2 separate regions of the Mus musculus genome follow, and region 2 is linked to region 1. The links are chromatin contacts, called in public Micro-C maps. All regions are on one chromosome and are shown on one strand. Each heading gives the region's core, a stretch centred on a gene start, on an enhancer-like site or on the middle of the called end of the contact. The rest is flanking DNA. Distances are from core to core; before and after follow the strand shown.

Region 1 (6,313 bases), core at 1,997-4,496:
TGTTCTTGGTGGTCATCTCATGGTACTGTCATCTCCAAAACAGTGCTGTCTTGCTGTAATTAGGCTTCACCAATAGCCTCTCTTCATGGTGCCAAGCCTCAACTACTTTGCATGACCACTTCAGTCCTGGGCCATCAATTGCAACTGAGACTGCACCTTCACCAATGACCTTCCATGGCCTCTCACAGTGACCCCTCAGCATGACCCCTTCATGCCTTCAAAACCAGTACCACGTAAGTGACTCTTACACATTACTAAGTCCAGCCACAACACAAGGTAAAGCCTTGGCTATCTCTGGAACACAGTCTCTGTCCTCTTAGAAAACACTTTCTAGAAGATTTTACCTCAATTGATGCTGGTTCCTTTTTAATCACTGCTAATTTCTTAGCTCCAGCTAACCAGCATCAATAGTCCCAGTAATGCAAAAGTTTCGATTTAGTAGTTCTGGTATCTTGTTAATCACAGCTGATTCTTCAGCCCCAGCTAACCAAAACCACAGAACCTTCACAATCAATACAGCAACAGCCCTGATAAGAGTCTTCCCTCTGAAATTTCACAAGCCAGGCCTCCATCTTCTGTGCTGTTCTCAACATTATCTTCCAAGCTCCTACACAACATCCCACAGAGCTCTTAACATCCCAATGGTTCTTCTAGCCCAAAGTTCCAAATTCCTTCCATAGTCCTCCAGAAAACATGGTCAGGCTGTCACAGGAATTCCTCACTATGTTGGTACCAATTTGGTTTAGTCAGGGTTTCTATTCCTGCATAAACATCATGACCAAGGAACAAGTTGGAGAGGAAAGGGTTTATTCATCTTACTCTTCCACATTGCTGTTCATCACCAAAGGAAATCAGGACTGGAACTCAAGCAGGTCAGGAAGCAGGAGCTGATGCAGAGGCCATGGAAGGATAGTCTTCACTGGCTTGCTTTCCCTGGCTTGCTCAGCCTGGTCTTTATTATTATTATTATTAATTAATTAATTTATTTATTGGTTTTTTTGAAACAGGGTTTCTCTGTGTAGCCCTGGCTGTCCTTGAACTCAGAAATCCGCCTGCCTCTGCCTCCCTAGTGCTGGGATTAAAGGCGTGCACCACCATGCCCGGCTTCAGCCTGCTCTCTTATAGAATTTAAAATCTACTTTCAATTTTGTTCAGCCCATTCTCATTCACCTTCCAGATCTCCATGTGGCCATCTAGCTTTTGCAGAATCCCCCCCCCCCCCTCAAAAAAAATCAGGCTAGAAAATTCTCATAGCACTGTCTATAATTCCTAACAGCTTATTATGCTTTCATAAGGACTTATTTACTTTATCTCTACATTAGACTTAAGTGCTTGCAATTTGGGAGTAGCTTCTATTCTTCTAGTATTTAGCTCATAGTTATGTTGAGCAGTATAGAAAAAAAATATCTTGTTTGGGATGTGAGAATGGACTAGGCTTTTGTAATTAGCCACAGGAGTACTCAAAATCACCTGTGTCTGACAAGCTACAGAAAATACCATGCCAGACACTTTGTAGACATAGGGAGAACACACCAAATTTTAAAAAAAAAAAAAGTTAGATTCCCTCCTTTATCCCAGGATGCTTTAAGTTTCCTTGAGGTAGAAAAAGCTGCCATGGACTTACAAATATTAAATATCTGACATATTATCTTTGACACTGTAAGCCTTAACTACTGCTCCTTAAAACCAAACAGCAGCTGAGCCATGTGTGTTGTGCAGGTCTCTTAAGTTTCAGTACTTGGGAGGTGGCAGCAGGAGTACAAGGCTAGCCTGTGCTACAAGAGACCTTGTCTCAAAACAAAAACATCTACCCTGTTCTGTAGAACCTAAGTTGTCTGAGTTCCCTGGAAATGGTGTGGCCATGGAGATGGCTGTGTCTGATCACTCACTTGACCTTGTGAATGGAGGAACGTTGATAGAAACCAGATAGAGACTACTAACCAGTACATGCTACAGAGGATATAAACCGGCCTTTCATCTTCCGCTCCATCACTTACTTGCTGGCTGCATAATATAGTCAGAAACTCTCTCAATGTTCTCATTTGTAAAGAGTACAACTTTGGTACTTTTCTCGTCTAGCTGTTCAAAGGAATAACATATAGACCTTACGACAGTACAGCTGCACAGTTAGCATCTATCACCTCACACCCAAGGCTCTAGTTACTTGTGCATAAACCACAGCCCTTAAGAGCATAGCATATATCCTTGGAAGTCTGGGTTCCCACTCCATTTCTGCCAATTTAGTTTCATAAAATTGAGTGGATTTCAGTCTCATTTTTCATTTACTTCCAACATGCTATTAATTTGTTGTAGGTGTGAGTTACTGACAGTCTATGTAGCTCAGGCCACTAGGTCTGGAAGTGTCTATTTCTTACAGGTGAAAACATTAAAAATTACTTTATTCTAACTGTTTAAATGCTATCACCATCTACACTCAATTTACTCTGTCATCTACACACCAAGTTCCACTATTCTATTGTTAAAATGCTGAACATTACTTAAGAATTGTTTCATGAGATGGCTCAGTGGGTAAGAGCACTGACTGCTCTTTCAAAGGTCATGAGTTCAAATCCCAGCAACCACATGGTGGCTCACAACCATCTGTTATGGGATCTGAGGCCCTCTTCTGGTGTGTGAGGACAGCTACAGTATACTCATGTTAATAAATCAACCTTAAAAAAATAAAATATTAAAAAAGAAATTCCAAAGAACTGTTTCACGAGTGGAAAAGAATCCGTGGGCAGCTGTCTTTACTGAACAGATTTCTCAGTCTTTATGCTTTTATATCTGAATGCAATGTCAATGCAGAAAATTCTAAAGAGAGTAACTTCTTTTTAAAAAGAAAAGTAGCGCCTGCCAACTCCTAATCCCCTTCAACCAGCTGTGGTTTCTCCATGGTGTTGATGGCATATTTTGGAATCTCACGCTTGAAGACTCGCTGTGTGCAGGGATGACCTCATTTCACGTAGGGCCGCGTCTCTACCATCCCACACTGCGCTAACCAGGTGTTTACTGCGTGAATTTGGAGAAAAACAAACACCGCCCCAGCCCTAACCTGGCTTTCGAATGACTGGGAAACGAGGGCACATCCCCTTCCCACCCTGTTCCCCCACCCGTACGTACCCGAAGGGTCATTGAATCTCTTCAGGGGCGCCTTAGGAAAGGACATTCTGACGCCTGGGTCCAGATGAGACAGCAATCAAACGCCCCAGCAAACTGTCAGCTCGCCTGAATTCAAATTTACCTCAACTTTCCCCCTCAGCCAATCAGAAAACCTAAACCTATCTGGCCAATCCTGCATGGTCCAAAGAGCATGCGCACTAGATTCCTACCGCCGCCCAATCGGAAGGTTTGTAAGTTTAAGCTAGTAGCCAATAAGAGGCTGCTCCTGATCGTCGCCGCAAACAGCTCTATCCAATCACTTCTGGTTTTACTCAGTTTTACTGGGTAGCCCAGTTCGCGCAAGCGCACTTCACAGGCCGGTGGACGCGTCGGAATTTTGGCGTCACACAGGTTTAAAGATCGCAGGCACTTTTCTCCTTTGTTCCGGCGTCAGTGTTCTTTGGATGTCAACATCTCTAGGCTTCGGTCGATTTCACCAGGGCTCACGAGTGTCTTAAATGGGCTCTGAAAGGGAGAATTTTGCACACTCGGACACGCCAGTTTGGACTCTTGCGCATGTGCAGTGACCCCAAGGCGCCGAGGGCAAGCCCAGAGCCTAGTCCCGCCGGTGTAGTGCTCTCCCGGAGCCGTGTGCCTGCGTGGCGTCTTCAGAATGTCCGCCCCGTTTGAGGAGCGCAGCGGGGTGGTTCCTTGCGGGACTCCGTGGGGACAGTGGTACCAGACCCTGGAGGAGGTGTTCATTGAAGTCCAGGTGCCCCCCGGCACTCGCGCGCAGGACATCCAGTGCGGCCTGCAGAGTCGGCACGTGGCTCTGGCCGTGGGTGGCCGCGAGATCCTCAAGGTAGCAAGCCAGGGCTTGTCCCGAGTTCCTTCTTCTGGCTTTCCCGCACCCCGAGCCCTAAAATTCACGGTGTCAGAGGGATGACTGCTGGGTGTGGCAAGGTTAGTTCCTGGCTGGTAGAAAGAAGTGGTAAATTGTTCTGGCGAGGGGTCTCCACGGAGCACTGCACCCACAGAGCAGATTTTGCGCGGGTAGAACTCAAAGATTTTGTTCTCCACTTTATTTCTAAAATAGGTTTGGGGTGCTTTTATTTCCTCCGGAGTTCCTGCTGACAGAAGGCTAAGTAGGTCAAAAGAACGAATATGCGTCTTCTGGGCACCGATGGGAGTCCCAGAGACTAGACAAAAGGATTCTGAACTCTGTTCATGACGTGTAGGCTAATACAGGCACTTACAAGCAAGGCTAGGGTAATGGGATGAGGATTCCAAGATGTCAGATTGGTTTTCTAAATAACAAGTTTCTTGCATGTTGATCTTCATCGTAGTGAAAAGGTGTGTGAAGTTACCTAATTTCACCAAATTTTTAATCTGGTCACATTTCCCCGTTTTTGGTTAAGAATTTATTAAGACTCACATAACAATCAGGCTATACTTTACACCTAGATTAGATGCATAGCCTGTTGGAGGATGACTGTATAATGTAGTGGTGAACGGAGACATGATACTGTGTTTTGTAACCTTGGGCAGGAGAAGGAAAATTAGTCAACAGCTAATTGGATATCAATTTCTGCAACATGTGATTTGAACCTTTTTAAGAAACTGGCCTTTTCTAGTGCCAGCTTCTCAAAAGAGATTGAACTAGCTTTAATAACATTGAGTTTAAAAGAGAGAGCACTTTTAAGGCAGGTGTTGTGGTGCACGCTTTTAATCCCAGCATTTGGGAACCTTAGGCAGGTAGATCTCAGCTCAGCGAATTAGGCCAGCAAGCCAGATGTACTAAGCCAGCTCCATGACTCCATAGAGCAGTGGTTTTCAGCCTTTCCTAATGCTTCGCTCCATTAATAAAGTTCCTCATGGCCGGGTGTGGTGGGCACACGCCTTTAATCCTAGCACTCAGGAGGCAGAGGCAGGGGGATTTCTGAGTTTGAGGCCAGCCTGGTCTACAAAATGAGTTCCAGGACAGCCAGGGCTTTACAGAGAAACCCTGTCTTCAAAAACAAACAAAAAAGTTCCTCATGCTGTGGTGGCCCCCAACAATAAAAACAGTGTCCTTGATACTTCATAAGTGTAATTTTGCATTTACGAATCTGTCATTAAATATCTGGTATGTAGGATATCTGATATGTGACCTTGAAAGAGGTTGAGATGAACAGGCTGAGGACTGACAGACTCTGCTTCAAGAAAACAAAACATAGTCACCAGGTGGTGGCTGTACACACCTTTAATACTAGCATTCAGGAGGCAGAGACAGGATTTCTGTGAGTTTGAGGCTCTTGGTCTATAGAGCAAGTTCCTGGGCAGCCAGGGCTACACAGGGAACACCCACCCCCTTAAAAAATGCAAAACAAAAGAAGGAAAACAAAAAATAGGACATTTTTTCTAGTTTTAGTAGGAGTCCCTGTCTTGTTCATATTAATTAATTGGTAAAGCGTTTTATATGTTAATGTTGCGTTCTATCATAAAGAGTAGTATGTCTTCTCCTGTTTTGTGTAGTGGTGGTGGTCCCTGTGTGTTTCTTCCATGGTAAAGTTGTCAGATTTGTAAACTGGACTCTGATTAGGCGAAAGTTCAAGGTTGAGCACCTACAGGTAGGGGAACTTGGCCTAAGATGTGCCTTAGCTTGGAATGAGCCAAATCTTAATGATGAGAATTTATAAAGCTTAATGAAATACTGTAATTCTATTACCTTATATTGATTTTCCAGGGGAAACTGTTTGATTCTACAATTGCTGATGAAGGAACATGGACTTTGGGTAAGAGAAATCTGTTATGATTCATACACTTAAAAATTGGATCATGGTATCATTTCTCCTTTATATTGTCTTGTCTTTGTAGCTGTGAAAGATGGAGAAAAACGTGTTGAGAGCAATTGTCTATCAAAACTACCTAATAGGGGGCTGGTGAGATGGCTCAGCGGTTAAGAGCACTGACTACTCTTCCGAAGGTCCTGAGTTCAGATCCCAGCAACCACATGGTGGCTCACAACCACCCGTAATGAGATCTGATGCCCTCTTCTGGTGTGTCTGAAGACAGTTACAGTGTACTTATATATAATAATAAATAAACTTTAAGCAAACAGACAAAAACAAAAAAAAAAAATAGTACCTAATAGCCTTTGGAAAGTACAATGTTTAATGATGCACTGTAATTTCTCTGTAACTACTTTCTTTTTATCTTAGAGGACAGAAAA
Region 2 (5,744 bases), core at 841-3,340, 3.0 Mb after region 1:
ATTTTGCTGAAAGGACCCAGATATGGCTCTCTTGTGAGACTATGCCAGGGCCTGGCAAACACAGAAGTGGATGCTCACAGTCAGCTATTGGATGGATCACAGGGCCCCCAATGGAGGAGCTAGAGAAAGTACTCAAGGAGCTGAAGGGATCTGCAATCCTATAGGTGGTACAACAATATGAACTAACCAGTACCCTGGAGCTCTTGTCTCCAGCTGCATATGAATCAGAAGATGGCCTAGGCGGCCATCAGTGGAAAGAGAGCCCCATTGGTCGTGCAAACTTTATATGCCTCAGTACAGGGGAACGCCAGGGCTAAGAAGTGGGAGTGGGTGGGTAGGGGAGTGGGTGGGGGAGCGTGTGGAGGACTTTTGGGATAGCATTGGAAATAAATGAAATAAATACCCAATAAAAAAAATATGGAAAAAAAAAACCCTTCTGTCTTTCACACCTAAACAAACTTCTACATATAACCCCGCCAAACACAGCTTGACTTTCTTTGACTGGGGAGTCATTATTTTTATTTATTTGTTTTATAAGTATTATTGGTTTTTTTGTTTTGTTTTGTTTTCTAGACAGGGTTTCTCTGTGTAGCCCTGGCTATCCTGGAACTCACTTTGTAGACCAGGCTGGCCTCGAACTCAGAAATCTGCCTGCCTCTGCCTCCTGAGTGCTGAGATTAAAGGAGTGCACCACCATGCCCGGCTTGTTTTTTTTTGTTTGTTTGTTTTTGTTTTTTGAGACAGGGTTTCTCTGTGTGACCCTGGCTGTTCTGGAACTTGTTTTGTTCATCAGGCTGGCCTTGATCTCAGAGATCCACCCTCCTCTGTCTCCCCATTGCTGGATTAAAGGAGTATGGATCATGCCTGTCCAAGGAAGTCATTTTAAAAACAGGATATCACCAATTGTGGTGGCCCATTCCTGCAGTCTCATCATTGGGGAGATGTAGTTAGAAAGATCAGAAGTTCAAGGCCATCCTTGGTTACACAGCAAATGTGAGGCTAGCCTGGGCTATGAGACCCTGTATTAGGCCCCTCCCCAGCCCCAAACTAGAGTATAATAAACTCACACTCAATGCCAATTATCATTTTAACTGATAGTCTTGCTGATCAAATATGGTATCAGACTTATACCAAGACTAACATCCCCACTTCCCACTGGTGTTGGAGACCGAATCTCAGACTTTGTGGTACATGTAAGCCATTTAAACAACTGAACCACACCCTCGATCCATACCCTAAATGAAAAGACTGATTTTAATGTGACTTTTCCACGTCCGGCAGCTTGCTGGATGGCACAAATTAGACAGAATCCAAAACAGCTGCAGGGGAAAAAAAAAGAAAGAAAGAAAGAAAGAAAGAAAGAAAGAGTTCTAATCTTTGTTCAGAATAAATGACCAAGTTGTCAACAGGAAACAATGAAGTCCGAATGGGACACTATCGCCACCGGGAGCCGAAGAATAAGTTTCTTATGGAGCCCAAGATGGCATCTGTGCCCAAATCGTGCTTATCATCGTAAGCAAATGCAAGCGGTATAGCTTAGGTAGCTAATTCTGGAAGGGGAGCCTTTGCGCAGATGTTTTCACAGGCATCCTCCAGGGACTCAGAACTCAGCCTTGGAAGAGCCGGTTCTCAACTCTCGCTGCGCAACCCTGCTGCCCAGATCCTGACAATATTGGTCTGCAGTCAGGTCAGAGCATCTCTGTTTTTTTAAAGTGACTCTGATGATTTTACGTTCATCCTATTAACCACTGCTGCTCTAGAAGCTGAGTCAGAACCTCTGCGGTGCCTGCCACCCCTCTGGTCGCAGCAAAACCACGCCAATGACCCAGTGTCGCGTTAAAGTCCGAATTCGTCCTAGCCTGTTAAAAGGAAAAGTTAAAAGGGAGGGTCAGGACTCGCAGGCTTCGCTTTTACTCGAGTGTCGCGTCCCTCCCGGCTATGAGTCAAGGTTAGAAAAGCCCCTCCCCGCGCGACCCCGCGCCTGTCCCAGGCCACAGTCCTCACCGAACGCCGCGAGACCCACGATGGGCTTCACAACCTCCCAGCTCCTCTCTCCACCGCTCCTGCCTCCGAGTCCTTCTACTTCCTCCTGAGTCAGGTGCACTTCCGGCCGCGCTGGCCAATGGCGCCATTGCTGGCAAAGCATTCTGGGAAATGTAGTGGCCAACTCGAAGAGAGTGAGCGGAAGTAGCTGTGTGACGTCACTGTACGGCTCAGTACTATGAGCCTCAGCTGTCATCTTGAGTTATGTCAAATCCTGCCAATTAGCACAAAGTAATTTTTCAAACGCGACTACTTGTGGCTTTAAAAACGTCTTTATTCTGGCGTCCCTCATGTTAGGAATGTGCATAAGAACCCGAAAACATCCTTCGTCCCTAAATAAACATTTCTTTCCAGTAGTTTCCAAAGTGCCTTTCAAGAGCTCTGTTAGGAGAGTAACAGTTTTCAAAACAGTAAATATTACACACTTTTTCCACTCATTTTCTCATGACTGTACAGCGCTTTCCAGAGGTTGTCTTCTGATATAGTGCAACAGAAGGAATACAAAAAGGGGTGAATTATTCTAGCTGTTAGGCAAGTCCGTCTATTTGTGAGCTAGACCTCCAGGCCTTCACCTGTCCTGTATTAAATCAGAGATTTGCAAAAAATTGAAACAATGCCATTCTTCTTGTGACAGGATAGCAAAGATGGAGAAAATTAAAAAGACATCGGAAAGGAAAGTAGCCTTTCATCAAGACTGGTTAAGTCTCTCCTAGGCTCAGTCATGAATTCCCACAAGGGGCTAGGAAGCATGACTTAGCAATTGAGAGCAATGACTGCACTTTCAGAGGACCAGGGTTCAATCCCCAGTACTCACATAGCAGCTTACCACAACTTTAACTCCAGTTCCAGGGCATTTAAGATCCTCTTCTGAACTTCATGGCCACCAGGCACACACATGGTAAACAGGCATACATGTAAACAAACACTCATGCACACCAGAAGAGTTAATTAGATAACAGTAAAGTTAAAAAAATTCCATAGAGTTATACAAAATTTCATAGACAGAAATACTGTTCCTTTGATTTATTTGTTTTTAAATGTAGATACTTTAAGAATTAACACAGAAGCTAGGCAGTGGTGTCACTTGCCTTTAATCCCAGCACATGGGAGGCAGAGGCAGGCAGATTTCTGAGTTGAGGCCAGCCTTGTCTAAAGAGTGAGTTCGAGGACAGCCGGAGCTATACAGAATTATTAAAAAAAAAAAAGATTTAACACTGAAATGAAACATAAGACATACCCATACCGCTGGGCTGTGGTGGCGCACGCCTTTAATCCCAGCACTTGGGAGGCAGAGGCAGGGGGATTTCTGAGTTCGAGGCCAGACTGGTCTACAAAGTGAGTTCCAGGACAGCCAGGGCTAAACAGAGAAACCCTGTCTCGAAAAACAAAACAAAACAAGACATACTCATACCCAGTGAAGCATGAGCCATATTTCTGACTCGTAATTTTCTGACAAATAAGGTTGTGAGATTGTGAGGGGCTAGGGAGATGAGAGATGACTTAGTGTGACAATAAGGCACTTGCCAGCAAGCTTGCTGACCAGAGTCTGATCTCCAGGAACATGTGGTAGAAGGAGAGAACTAGCCCCTGAATGTTGTCTTCTCATCCACACCTATATGTCATTCACACACCTTTATCCACCTCTCTCTATCTCTCCCTTTCCTGATAAATACTAATACTCAACAAAAGAAATGAAAAGTATACGATTCTGGTGTTATTTTCCATAGTTGTTTATGTAATTTGGTTCACTTGAAAAGATGAACTAATAGCAGGAGTTTTTCTTAAAATTTTGAGTAAATATTTACCGTGATAAAAGCATTGAAAAAGTATACCACGTATACCACATCCTTTATTGTTTGTTTGTTTGTTTGTTTTGTTTTTTTTTGTCAAACAGGGTTTCTCTGTATAGCCCTGGCTGTCCTGGAACTCACTCTGCAGGCCAGGCTGACCTCGAACTCAGAAATCTGCGTGCCTCTGCTTCCCAAGTGCTGGGATTAAAGGCGTGTGCCACCACTGCCCCATTTTCAAATCTCTTAAACAGTGTAACTTTAAAATCCACCAGAACAGGTATAATGGGTATAATCTCAGTGCTTGGGAGGTGGAGGCAGTAAGATCACAGAACTTTGTGGCCAGACTGGGTAGGTAGTCTGGGCGTAGTGAGTTCTAGGTCAGCTACGTCTAGAAAGTGAATAGCCATCTGAAATGCTAGCAAAAATGTATTTATATATTAGCTACCAACATCCCCCACCCCCCACGGGCCTGCTGTAATCCCAGCTATTTCCTTGAAGGTGAGATTGGAAGGTTGAAAGTTACAGATGAGTCTGCCTGGGCTATTGAGAGAGTCCACAACTAACCTGGGCATCTTAGTAAGACCATACATGCACAAAACAAAAAGTTTAAAAAACAAACAAACAAACAAACAAACAAACTTGCCTATCACATCTAAGGTCCTTTGTTTAATCTCTATCACTGAAAAGAGAGGGTGTGGGGGAGGGGGAGTAGGAGGGAGGGGAAAAGAGGACAAGGAAGTGGATCTCTCTCTCTCTCTCTCTCTCTCTCTCTCTCTCACACACACACACACACACACACACACACACACACACACACAAGTGCGTGTGTACTGATCACACTGTGAGATTGTGTAGTTAGAAACCTGTTTCTAGTTATGGTGTGTCTCAGCGCTAGGACACACCTTTCATGCAAGAGCTTTCTATTTACTGTAAACAGGATTAAATGGAGTCAACCTTAGGCCAAGAGGTGGAACAAGCAACCAGTTGACAGGAAGTGAACATAGAAAAAAGAACCATAGAGCATGAGAGGAAGTCAGGAGGGCAGATAGAAAGATGCAGGGAGAAGAAAGGAGGGACATTCAGTTGGAAGGGTTTTAAGACTGTGGAGGAAGCCGGGTGTGGTGGCGCACACCTTTAATCCCAGCACTCGGGAGGCAAAAGCAGTCGGATTTCTGAGTTCGAGGCCAGCCTGGTCTACAAAGTGAGTTCCAGGACAGCCAGGGCTATACAGAGAAACCCTGCCTCGAAAAAAAAAAGACTGTGTAGAGGAAATAAACAGAAGCAGATACATAGACCCTGTCTCAAACAAACAAAACAAGGGCCAGTGAGATGGCTCAGTAGGTAAAGGCCCTTGTTGCCAAGGCTGACTACCTGAGTTCAAGCCTCAGGACTCACAATGTAGAAGAGAATCAACTCCCCTGAGTTGTCTTCTGGCTTCCATAAGTAACCATTTTACATAACTTTCTATCCTACTATGGCTGCAATAAAACCTGAAACTCCTTACTGTGACCCCCCCCCCCCAGACTTGTGAGATTCTGCCTCTATTTCTGCTGGGGTCACTGTCCCCCTTAGTCACTTGCTATTCCTAACTGTGCAGAGACTCTTTTCCCTTCTCCAGACCTCTGTGCACTGTGTCCTCTGTGTGACACTGGTGACAGCTGCTCTGTGTCATGCTTGAACTCTTTCTGCAGATATTCCCTTACTGCCGCTAAAGTTTCTCACTCTATCACATGGTCTCCTGTCTTTCCATCACCACCTGGAAGTGATGCCCTTTAGTCCATCAAAAGATCCACAAGACTCTTGTCTGCTTGACTTCCTGTACAGAGATCTAGAAATTTTCCCAGGACAAAACAGGAAACCAAAAAGGTCTTTTTAACCTACTTCATTCATGTATTTATTCACTTGTCTAAG

What was found. Hi-C and Micro-C count contacts between places; a contact is called where the count stands out from the background.
Region 2: a Micro-C map of embryonic stem cells shows a contact between it and region 1, with 4 times the contacts expected there. The contact joins the promoter of Ttc1 here to the promoter of Hmmr in region 1. A contact is called at or near these places in 7 of 39 promoter capture datasets (the 3T3-L1 cell line, the C10 cell line, cranial neural crest and 4 more), 3 of 484 Hi-C or Micro-C datasets (all in embryonic stem cells), 5 of 115 datasets of contacts at active chromatin or transcription factors (acute myeloid leukemia, embryonic stem cells, large pre-B cells and 1 more) and 1 of 9 other capture datasets (adipose tissue).

What each region holds. Positions count from the first base shown.
Region 1 is chr11:40,730,191-40,736,503 of GRCm38.p6, forward strand. It overlaps Hmmr (hyaluronan mediated motility receptor (RHAMM)), which reads right to left and starts at 3,247. Exons shown (of 18, transcript NM_013552.2): 1 at 3,124-3,247. The coding sequence starts at 3,169. It overlaps Nudcd2 (NudC domain containing 2), which reads left to right and starts at 3,471. Exons shown (of 4, transcript NM_026023.5): 1 at 3,471-3,964; 2 at 5,828-5,876; 3 at 6,303-6,313. The coding sequence starts at 3,776.
Region 2 is chr11:43,745,918-43,751,661 of GRCm38.p6, forward strand. Ttc1 (tetratricopeptide repeat domain 1) reads right to left here and starts at 2,091. Exons shown (of 8, transcript NM_133795.2): 1 at 2,005-2,091.